Regions from separate parts of the Rattus norvegicus genome. Here region 2 is linked to region 1. The links are chromatin contacts, called in public Hi-C maps. All regions are on one chromosome and are shown on one strand. Each heading gives the region's core, a stretch centred on a gene start, on an enhancer-like site or on the middle of the called end of the contact. The rest is flanking DNA. Distances are from core to core; before and after follow the strand shown.

Evidence for each region. Hi-C and Micro-C count contacts between places; a contact is called where the count stands out from the background.
Region 2: a Hi-C map of liver shows a contact between it and region 1, with 3 times the contacts expected there. The contact joins two enhancer-like sites. A contact is called at or near these places in 3 of 12 Hi-C or Micro-C datasets (kidney and liver).

The regions. Positions count from the first base shown.
Region 1 is chr19:34,194,353-34,199,513 of GRCr8, reverse strand. It overlaps Sall1 (spalt-like transcription factor 1), which reads right to left. Exons shown (of 3, transcript NM_001107415.2): 3 at 3,236-4,827. The coding sequence ends at 4,387. Among named protein-coding and RNA genes, the nearest start is that of Sall1, 16 kb to the right of the region's middle. Within about 2 kb of position 2,318, at least 12 of the 93 cell types and tissues checked have an H3K27ac peak or open chromatin away from gene starts, as enhancers often do. A contact at or near this core is called in kidney and liver, where this site is marked.
Region 2 is chr19:34,362,697-34,368,262 of GRCr8, reverse strand. No RefSeq gene overlaps it. Among named protein-coding and RNA genes, the nearest start is that of Cyld, 180 kb to the left of the region's middle. Within about 2 kb of position 2,857, at least 3 of the 93 cell types and tissues checked have an H3K27ac peak or open chromatin away from gene starts, as enhancers often do. A contact at or near this core is called in kidney and liver, where this site is marked.

The DNA.
Region 1 (5,161 bases), core at 1,069-3,568:
ACTTAACACATTTTAAAATGTAAATTATCTGGTATTCTCAATTGCACAGGATGGGGGGAGGCAGCAAGAAATAGACAATGGGTTAGGATTAGATAACTTACCTAGGGCGAACACTCCAGGAAGTTTGTGTTGCTCTGGGCCTCTAGGTTGTTACTCTTTAGCTCAAATCTAAATCTTTATCTTCTATTACAGCCGAGAGGACATTTCTTCTACTTAGTCATTTTTACAGTTGTAATTTTTGCCGCTTTCATCAAATAGAGCTGGTTAGATTGGCAGCTCTTAGCACTGAGATGAAACTACTGGGGAGGGCCCAGTGGGTCCCGTTTTGTTTATTCTAACAGTGCAGTCTTTGATCTAAACATATTTCCTGGGGTCTGGACCAGATGACCTAATTCCTGTCTTATCCTTTTCCACGTCTCTGTGCATGTCAGATTGCTGCCTTACCGAGGGACCCTTTGAATTCACTTTATGTCTCTTCCTCACTTTGTTACCCCTCTCTGAGGCTTGTTTCACTTGGGTGGAGCGTATCCCAGCAAAGAACCGACGGCTGTGTTTTTCTAACTGAACTGCTAAGTTTTAACGGAGTGGGAGAGCTTTTCCTATTTTTCTTTTATACATCTCTTTCTTGACATTCGCAACATGCCAAGAACAATAAGCAAATAGCCCTACTGCTACAAGTCCACGTTGACTGCAAATCACTTCGGACTTTCTGTTTGAACACTTTAAAAAAAAAACAAATATATAACTTTAAAATGCTGTTGCCTCCTCTTGCCCTAACAGCCGTTCGTTAGACTTAATCTGACCTGAGAAGCGTGGATTATGGGGAAAAAAACAAAGCCCCAAACTGGCTTCCGTTTATCTCCAATTGATCTTTGAGGCCCTTCCTTCCAGCTCCCTACCCCCTCCTTGCAGACTCCCCGCTTGAGGAGCTTTGGGTAGCTTCCGCCAGCAAAGGTGGTAGCTTCTTTTCCTACTCAGGTCATTGTCAATCAACTGATTTTCCAAGGGTGTTTTCCAGGAAGGGAGGCCCTTACTGGGGGAGGAGAGGAAGCAGAGTAGGGGAAAGGGTGGGGAAACTCATAAAGGAATAAGAGGGAAAGATACGGGGTTAAAAAGCAGATATAAGTCCTTAAAGTTGGTAAATATCGGGCCATTGGCACCGCTGAACTTTGAGGTATATTTACAATTCACATTTAAGAAAAAAAAATGTCACCTCAGTGAGTATTTTTTGGTTCAAAACTTTTGTGAACTTAACTGTCTACAGCGATCTTTCTTAGTCCAGACAACCTGGTTTCAACTAGGCTGTCCCTCAAGTTCCAAAAGGGAAAAGGACGCTCCGGTGGCATAGTGGGAGAGAAAAGATGGGCCAGGCTAGGACGCATAATCTGCCGGAACCCACTCAGTTGCTTTGTGAATATCAATCCATTTCTCTTCGGCTGGGCTGAGCTCAGATCACGCGTGTTTATCTCTGGGTTACGGGCTCTTTCTGGGTTTGGAATAGACGTAGAGGGGAATGGACAGGTGGTGATCGATACCTTACAATGATCATCAGTCGATACAGAAAGGTCGGGACAAAAGGCGGGAGGAGGGGCGCAGAGACACCCGGACTGCGATCTTATCATCACCAGGGCCGAGGTGGCCTCCGGAAAAACCTAATTGAACCCAAAGCAACTTTAGCTCGCCTTAGCCTACTTGCAGAAGGCGCTAGAAGGGAGGTTTGAGGGATAGAGGGGAAAGCGCCCGCCCCTGTCCCCTCGCGCGCAGCCCTGTGGGTATCCCGCGGACGGCGGGACCTGGGGACACCGCAGGACTGCGGCCACCGGGGAGCGCAGGCCCAGCTGCAGCGCGGTGACCCGGGAGGGTGGCAAAGGCGCTGTCACTGCTTGGCCCCTCGTGGTGGCCGCAGCCCGGGGATATCCCCTACGTCCCCAGACTTCGTGCCAGGGCTGGGAAAGACGCCCCTCCTGGACCGACGAGACCTACTAGACCGTCGCCTCTGGGACAGAACAGAACATCTGGCCTCTTAACCCTGTGCTCACTCCTGGAGCGGGAGTGGGGGAAGGCTGCAGGCAGAGTGGCGGGAGGTGAACGGGAACCAAAGCATCTGATCTGTTCCCTCACTCTGTCCACCATCTCTGACTTGGGGGATGAGGGGAGGGGGCTCGCCCTGCGCGGTCAGGACAGAGAACAAGGGCTACCCTCCGTCCCCGAACATCACCGCTGAACCTGCCGCCTAATCAGCGTTTTAAGCACCCTCGCGGCTCCTGGACTTTGGAGTGTAGGGACAAACCAGTGGCCTTGGACTAGCCCAGGCCTGCTGGGATCTTCTGCTGGAGTCGCCCAGGTTGGCCCTGGTTCATCAGCCTCACCTGGGCACAGCCAGTGAGATTCATCACCTCTCAAAGACAAAGTGAGTTCCCGTCGACCCCCTGGGCAGACAACTTCCACCCTGCCTATTGCCACTCTGTGGCAATCGGGCTCACAGATGTAAAACATGCCCTTGGAACAAGGAAGAAGACTAAGGTTAACTTGGATGATGAACTGTTTCAAGTTGCTCCTACAGACCTGTATAATAGATTTTTTTGGTGTGTGCTGTCCTTTTAAATATGTATGTGCTTCTAAATGCCTAAAAGACTAATTAAATAAAGGAAAATGTTCACCTCCTGGGTTGAGGCCCAGTTTCTAGTCAGATTATATAACCCTGTTGCATGGGGAATTCTCCAGCAACAGCAGCTCTCAGCTGCCTGAAAAAACACCACAGAATCAAGGGAAATGGAACTAGGATAGTTAAAAGCTAAAATCCACCGATCCTGTTTAAGGGACCGACCTTACCTGTCAGGATGAGGTCTCTAACCAAAACTAACGTTTTTCTCCCCCCTCTCTTTGGATATGGAGTGGGAGAAGATCGGATGTGTACATTCCCAAACAAGAAATGGATCTGGTGGAACTAGGTAGGTTACCGCATCTCAAAAACAAGCAAACAAACAAAAAAAACCCAAACAAACAAGAAAACAAAAACCAACCAACCAACTGACCAAACAAACGAAAAAACCCAAACGAAAGCAAAAGGCAGGCCCCAGGCAAGCCTGATTCTGTTATACCTTTTAGAATTTTTCCTATTTAGAGACACCAGCTCACACACACAATTTACAGCCACCTAGGGAAATGTTAAACTACCTTTAGGGCCCTTGGCTAAATAGAAATGCACTCTAAAAACACAGACACAATGTGTTGCTTTATCTGTTGCAAAAAAAATGTATTTGATTACTTGAGTAAAATTACAGTATCTCTGTTGTTAGTAAGTATTAAATGTTAAAGAAATTGGAACCCCCCCTTTCAACTTTCCAAGAAAGTGCATGTAACAGTCCATTTCTTTCCTCCCATATCTAATACAAAATAAACCAACATTATACCTGCTCTTATCAAGGAGCATTTGCTCTTGTAAGGGACATATGTACATTTTAATGAAAGGGATATTTCTTATTGTATATACAAGAGCATCTACATTTCTCCACTGAAGGTCGTTCAAGATGCTATCGTTAGCAGCATTGTGAAATCCCAGCACACGTCTTTTTCTACTGTGAAGATACCCTACAAGGCAAAAATGCTACATCTCAGTTTCAACTACCAAAACAACACTTGTGGGGTTTTTTTTCCCTCTAAAGAATTCTGCGTGCTTATTACTGTACAGAAACTGGTTAACATCGAAGACGACTCAAGTAAAAAGCACAATACGAATGGTTCAAAACGGAAATGGTTAACTCTTCAAAACAAAACCAACAAAAACAAACAAACAAAAAAAAGCAGGTTGAAGTTCAGAATCAAAATGAAAACAAAACCCAAAACAAACAAACAAACAAACAACAACAACAAAAACCCTAAGCCTTTCAAATGTTCAGCCTTGTACTTAAAAGTCCTTCCCTTAAATCTGTTTGGAAAGATTAGACAATGTGTTTGCTGATAAAATTTTCCAGCAGGATCAAAGTGTACATTTATATACAGACTTTATTAGAGATCTAACGTATCACGGAGGCATTGCATCAACACCAGATTCATATTAAACTGGATATAGAAAATAAGTTAATGCCAGATTAAGACCGCCTAGCAGGGCAACTTGCGATTGCCATAAATGTTACAGCAAGCTTAGAGCACTCTAGTCCATTAGTATTTAGTCCAAAATACAGAAGACCAAAGTTAATGCTTGCACTCTGTTTGCAAAGCAAGGTTATAGCACTAATAAATAAGCTTTCTTAGAACTCTAGAGGTTGAACAACGTACAAAAGAATGTCTTCATAATGTAGTTCATAGTCCCAGGGGCCAGAAGGTAAGGGGCGGGGGCAGGAGGCAACCTCGGGCGGCATTTTGAGTAGAAACGCTCTGGCAGCTTTAGCTCGTGACGATCTCTTTGCTGTCCTCCACGAAGCGGGTGAAACGGAAGTTGGTTCCGTTCTCGCTGCTCGCCATTTTCTCCAGACCAGCCAGGGGAGCACTGGGTTCCGAATTCCCCAGCTTTTCCACGTTCCCTGTCAGCCCGCTGATAGGTGAGCTGCTCCCGTTGCCCAGGCTTCCAGGAATTGGAGGGATGCCACCATTCTGAATGACAGAGATCTCGTTGGCCTTCATGGCCAGCCCGTTGGACAGTGCTGCTGTATACTGGTTCCAAAAGCTGGACGGATCCCCGCTTCCTGACCTCGCCGCCAGATCCTTCTGGAACATTTCTGGGAACTTGACAGGATTCCCTCCTAGAAATGTCATGGGGCCATCCACTGAGAGCCGGCGGCCCCGGCGTGCAGGGGTACTGTTCCACATATGAGTGCCCATGTGGACCTGTGAGGTGGGTTGGGGAAGAGAGAGAGGGAGAAAACAGAGCCGGGAGCTTAATAGCTGAATCTGTCTCAACTCGTATCCCAACACTCGACAAAGCAAGTGGCCTAAATGTCTATTCTTATTACACGACAGACAGGGGAAGAGACACCAGGAACCATCCACTCCCATGGTCCAGTAATAACGTGTCTGCTCTCTGCGGCACTGGGCTGGCTCTCCTCTTCCTGGGCTAACTCGCCTTACTTACTCTTTCTTTATTACCCGTATTTAGCTTATAATGGCCTCAAACAAGCCAGGCTGCTGCAGATAGCTCCTCTCAGGGTTAAAATTGTTATGT
Region 2 (5,566 bases), core at 1,608-4,107, 170 kb before region 1:
TCCATCCATCCATCCATCCATCCATCCATCCACTCACCCACCTATCCATTAACCTATCCATCCATCCATCCATCCATCCATCCATCCATCCATCTATCCATCCATCCATCCATCCACTCATCCACCCATCCATTAACCTATCCATCCATCCATCCATCTATCCATCCATCCATCCATCCACCCACCCATCCATCCATTAACCTATCATCCATCCATCTATCCACCATCCATCCATCCATCCATCCATCCACTCACCCACCCATCCATTAACCCATCCACCCACCCATCCATCCATCCATCATCCATCCACCCACTCACCCACCCATCCATTAACCTATCCATCCATCCATCCATCCATCCATCCATCCATCCATCCATTAACCTATCCATCCATCCATCCATCCATCCATCCATCCACTCACCCACCCATCCATTAACCTATCCATCCATCCATCCATCCATCCATCCATCCATTAACCTATCCATCCATCCATCCATCCATCCATCCATTAACCTATCCATCCATCCATCCATCCATCCATCCATCCATCCATCCACTCACCCACCCATCCATTAACCTATCCATCCATCCATCCATCCATCCATCCATCCATCCATCCATCCATCCATCTATCCATCCATCCATCCATCCACTCATCCACCCATCCATTAACCTATCCATCCATCCATCTATCATCCATCCATCCATCCATCCATCCACCCATCCATCCTATATTTGACATTAGACAGTTATATAGGAAAGAGAAACACATACAAAACTTGTCCACCCATAAGAACTTCGAAGCACAGACTAAAGACAGGAGATGAAGCAACCAAATAGTTGTGTATTAAAGAAGGTCTGTGATGTAAAACAGGAAGTAGTAGAACCATCAGAGAGCCTGTGACTGCTTAGCTTCAGCTGTCACCTTGATTCAAACCTAGAGTCACCTGGGAGAAAAAGGGCCTCAATTGAAGAATTGCCTCGATTAAATCGGCCTGTGGCGTATCTGTAAAGCATGTTCTAAATTGTTAATTGTTGGATGTGGGTCTAGCCCATGGTAGACGGTCCATCCCTAAGCAGGCAGATGTGGGCTGAACAAGAGAGTAGACTGGACAAGCCAGGGGAAGCAAGTCGTTAAGCAGCATAGCTTCTACTTCAGTTCCTGCCTCCAGGTTCCTTCTTTGTGCTTCTGCCCTGGTTTCTCTCGGTGTGGACTGGAACCTGGGAACTGAAATAAATCCTTTTCTCCCCGTGTTGGTTTTGGATATGATGTTTATCCCAGCAACAGAAGGCAAACTAGAGCACAGCCCTAGGGAGGGTATAGTCAGAAATGGCCAGATTTCTGATGAAGAAGGGGTACCTAGGGGTGGGTTGTCAATATGGACATGTCAGGCAAGGGGACGTTACCTAAGACCCCGCAAGTGAGCAGCTTGGATTGTCTAGCCATGCTGGTCCACCTGTTTAGAATTGCTAGAAGCATAGGTTCTGGGAGATTTTTGTCTTCCTTTGCATCTTAAGGGTGTCAATATGAGTTCAAGACCTCAGGCCAAGAAATGGCCATTCGATATTTGACCCCTGACCAAATCCCAGAAGGCCAGCCTGCTCCCTAGCCAAGCCGCTGCTAGGAGCTTAGGAGTGACCAGTGATGACTTCAAGATGTCTTGTGCAAGACTCTAAAAGATGTCTATTGCCTTGTTCAGAAAACAATGCATTTTGGCATCAAGTTTAGAATGACAGCTGAGAGAAAAAAGCATCCCCTAGCTAGGTCCACAATGTGATACATTGCTTGGTAGTCTCTTTTCTTATGCGAACAACTGAGAAGAAGAAGGTAAAGAAACTTGGCCAGCTGTGTAGAGGGTTTAGGATGGGAACTGACATGGTTCTTGGGTATTTTGTCCACAAAGGTTAGTATGCTGGGAAGCTTGGTCCTCACTGTGGTCATGGCACAGAATCTTCAAGAAGTGGTCCTGGTGTAAAACAATTCCATCATCAGTGACCCCGTCCTTGGAAGGACTTTTTTGCACAGTCAGTTCTCTGGAGAGAGGACTGTTATGAGAGAGCAAGGCTGAGCTCCCACTGCTCTCTGGAGTCCCATCTCACTGTGCAAGTGCCCCTCACATGTACCTCTGCTGTGATACCATGAGGCCTTCAACAGAGGCCAAGCCAAGGGCCTGTTCTGTGTTGGACTATCAACGTCTAAACTGTAAAGCTCTTTTACTTAATCATTGCTTAACCTGGGAGCTTTGTTTGGTTTTTGCTATGGAAAACTGAATGATACAGGATCTGGCCATAGCCCATCGGTCACTCTCCCAGCATTGTCAAGCAAGCCATAGCTCACCTGCCCCATTCTTAGAAATCCTAGAAGGCCAGCCTGCCATATCCCTGGTCAGTGTAGCTTTGCCACACTTCTTATGTTGGATTTTTGAGTTCGACCAACCAGGACATGTTGGTGTTAGTGTTACAAAGTCCAACAGCCTACACTCATGCCTTGCCAACTGCCTGTTGACCTTTGCTGTTGCTAGCCATCTCGTGGTTTTTTTGACCTTCCACCAAATTTGCCCAGAACAATTTGTACATTGGCCATTAATCTATAACCAAGTATTTCTCGCTGATTTGAGGAATGCGGCCAAATCTTCTGTCTGTACAAAGTCGTAACAGTAAAGAAACATTTGACTACACTGCTTTTTTCGGACAGTGCATGGATGCTAGCCATACATGGCGACTCCCCTGAAAGCCCGATCCTTTCCAACAAAGGACCCAGTGGGGACAAAGAGGAAGAGAAGGAACAGTAATGATGTACACATTAACTTAGCCAAACAGTCCTGAGATCAGGGCTGCCAAGCTTCATGTGCCTCTAACAGGCCTGGCTGAGTTCTTAGAGAGCAGCGACACTGTTACCCAGGGATGCTTCCATAGACTCGACTGACAGTAGTCTGACATCGTTCTGTGTCAGTGGCTGCCTAGGCCACCTCACCACAGGGACCCCCATCTTCTCTGAGCAGGGGCTCACGTTCTAGCAGGCCCAAGGAAAAAGACTGTGGCGTGTGTCCTCTGAAGACATGGATTGGATGACACTGGATCAGGGGCAAGCATGATCGTTGCTGAGCCAAGACAAACACTGGGACGCACTAAGGGTTATGAAGCTTTCCCATGGGGAGCACTCCCACAGCTAGTCAGAGCTCTTGAACTGGGTTTCTGGTGCCTCAGTTTCTCTAGCTGTAAAATGGGACCTTGTGGCACTTACTGTTGAGGGCATCTGTGAGGGCGAAATGGAATAGTACTCTTCAAGAAGCATGGCGCACTGGAATCGAGGGCCAGTGAAGACTGTCAACATGCCAGAGCCTCCAACCTCCTGGCAAATTGGTTACCTATCTCTTTGTTGTGAAAGAAAACCCAACAGCAACAACATAAAGGAGGTTTTATTTCAGCTCACAGTTCAGGGGCTATAATTCATCGGGCCAGGGATGGTCTGATGACTGTGGAGACTTGTGGCTCCCAGTAGAGGAGTACACAGTAACTGGTGGTCCTAAGGAAAAGCTGAGCTGGCCTAGAACCCTCTCCCTCTCACTGACTCTACATCCTCTAGCAAGACTCCATGTCCAGAAGGTTCCATAACTGCCCCCTACACAGTGTCATCAGGTGGGGAGCAAGTATTCAAACCCATGGATGTGTCAGGGGGGTTATTCATGTTCATTTGTAATACCTGACCCTCAGTCCTGGCTTTGATGGAAGCCATGGATGAGGTCTAGTAGAGGTGGGGAGGGCTACATGCCCTAATGCATGACCAGCAGGCCATGGCCCTTGAGACACAGAACTACCTGGGAGGCACCCAGAGGCTGAATCTGCAACTGCAGCTGTCTACTCATGGTGTGAGTTATTGTATGACAGTCCAACCCTATGACCATAATGACTATCCTATCTACTGACACCTATCCTTTGTCCCCAGGTCTCAGTGAGTGAGCCCATGGATCTGTGACACAGGTCCTTTAAGGTCCATAGAATCCTACCACAAACACTTCTGCCAGGTACATTAGGGGCTGACTTCAGCTAATGGAGATAGCAGTCAGTGGACAAACACTCCAGATCCCCTGTGCTCCAAAGGAATGAGCCCCAAGTGCCTTTACAGTGCCAGAGTCGATCACATGGTTAAAGGCCATCAGTCCTGGATTTACTTGATCACTGACAAGCCATGCATCCATTGTCTTGGTATTTTACCCCTTGTATATTTTCAGGTCACCTCTCTCACAAGCTACCTGTATCCCATTGGGCCAACCTATAGAGGAACCTAACAGAAGAACGACCCAAAATGCCTGTCCCAGGTGTCTGGGTCTCAGTGTCTGCTCCTCTCACCCCTGCCTGTCACTCATATCTGCAGTCAGGACTCTCCATGAGCCCGCCTGTGAACTAGCAACTGGATTAGAGTTCCGGTGTCACACCAGCTTTTCCTCTCAAGAGACCCACCCTGTACATCAGCCTGAAACCTCACTCACATGGAACGAGTTCTGTAAGTGACTGAGCTGACACAGAATTGGCAGTGGTGAGCCCCATGCTGTCTGAAAATGTGCAGGCCCAGGTTATGTTTCAGGGTCAGAGGGGCAAACACAGGACGTCAACCCTGCGATAGCTTTTCCTCTGTGTGCAAGCTATGATTTCGAGTCTTGGCTGTTGGCTTGACTGCATTTGGAGTCAACTAAAATCTAAGCTGCTGGGCATTCCTGGGAGGGATTTTCTTGTCCAGATTGTCCAGTAGGCAGATTTGAACTAGGCAGACCCATGTCAAATCTTGGCTGAATCCTCTGATGCCCACTTAGATACAAGGGTGTGGAAGAGGAATCTTTGAATCTGGCTTGCTTTCCCCCACTACTGCTGCTAAGTTCATCTGTCCTGTTGAATGTATTCAACATTCCTTTACGGCTGTGAAGACCAACTTCATTGGGATTCCAATGTAAACCGAAGGCTAGCAGCTCTCCGGGATTCCTTCAGTGCCAGATTGAGACAACTGAGACACCCAGCCTTGGACTGAAATCAACTACTGGATTCTTGGCTTTTCCAGCACGAGAAGCCATTGTTGAATGTCCTGGCCTTCACCCTGTAAACCAATCTAATATGCACACACACACACACACACACACACACACACGTTGCTGTGTGTATATATATATATATGTATATATTTCATATACTTATATGTATTCGATATACATATAGATATATTGATATTGTGTGTGATCTGTGTGTATGGGTATGTCTATTTAAGTGTGTGTGACATGTGTGTGGGCGTGTGTATTTGTGTGCGTGAGTGCATTCATTTAAGTAGCTATGTTTCTTTAGAGAGCCCTGATAATACATAGACACGTTAATGATTATGTTTGGAAAACTCTGAGCTTCTTGGAGTGCTGAGTTCTTACCATGCCATGCTCCACCTTCAGCCTAGCGTCTCTTCTTTATGCCCGCTTTCCACAGGGTTCAGATATCCTGGTGCTCCCAAAAGATTTTGGCTGTGAAGATCTTTGCAGAGAAAGCCATGCCACGCAAGTTGCTCTGCAGCTGCCTTGCCAGCCTGTT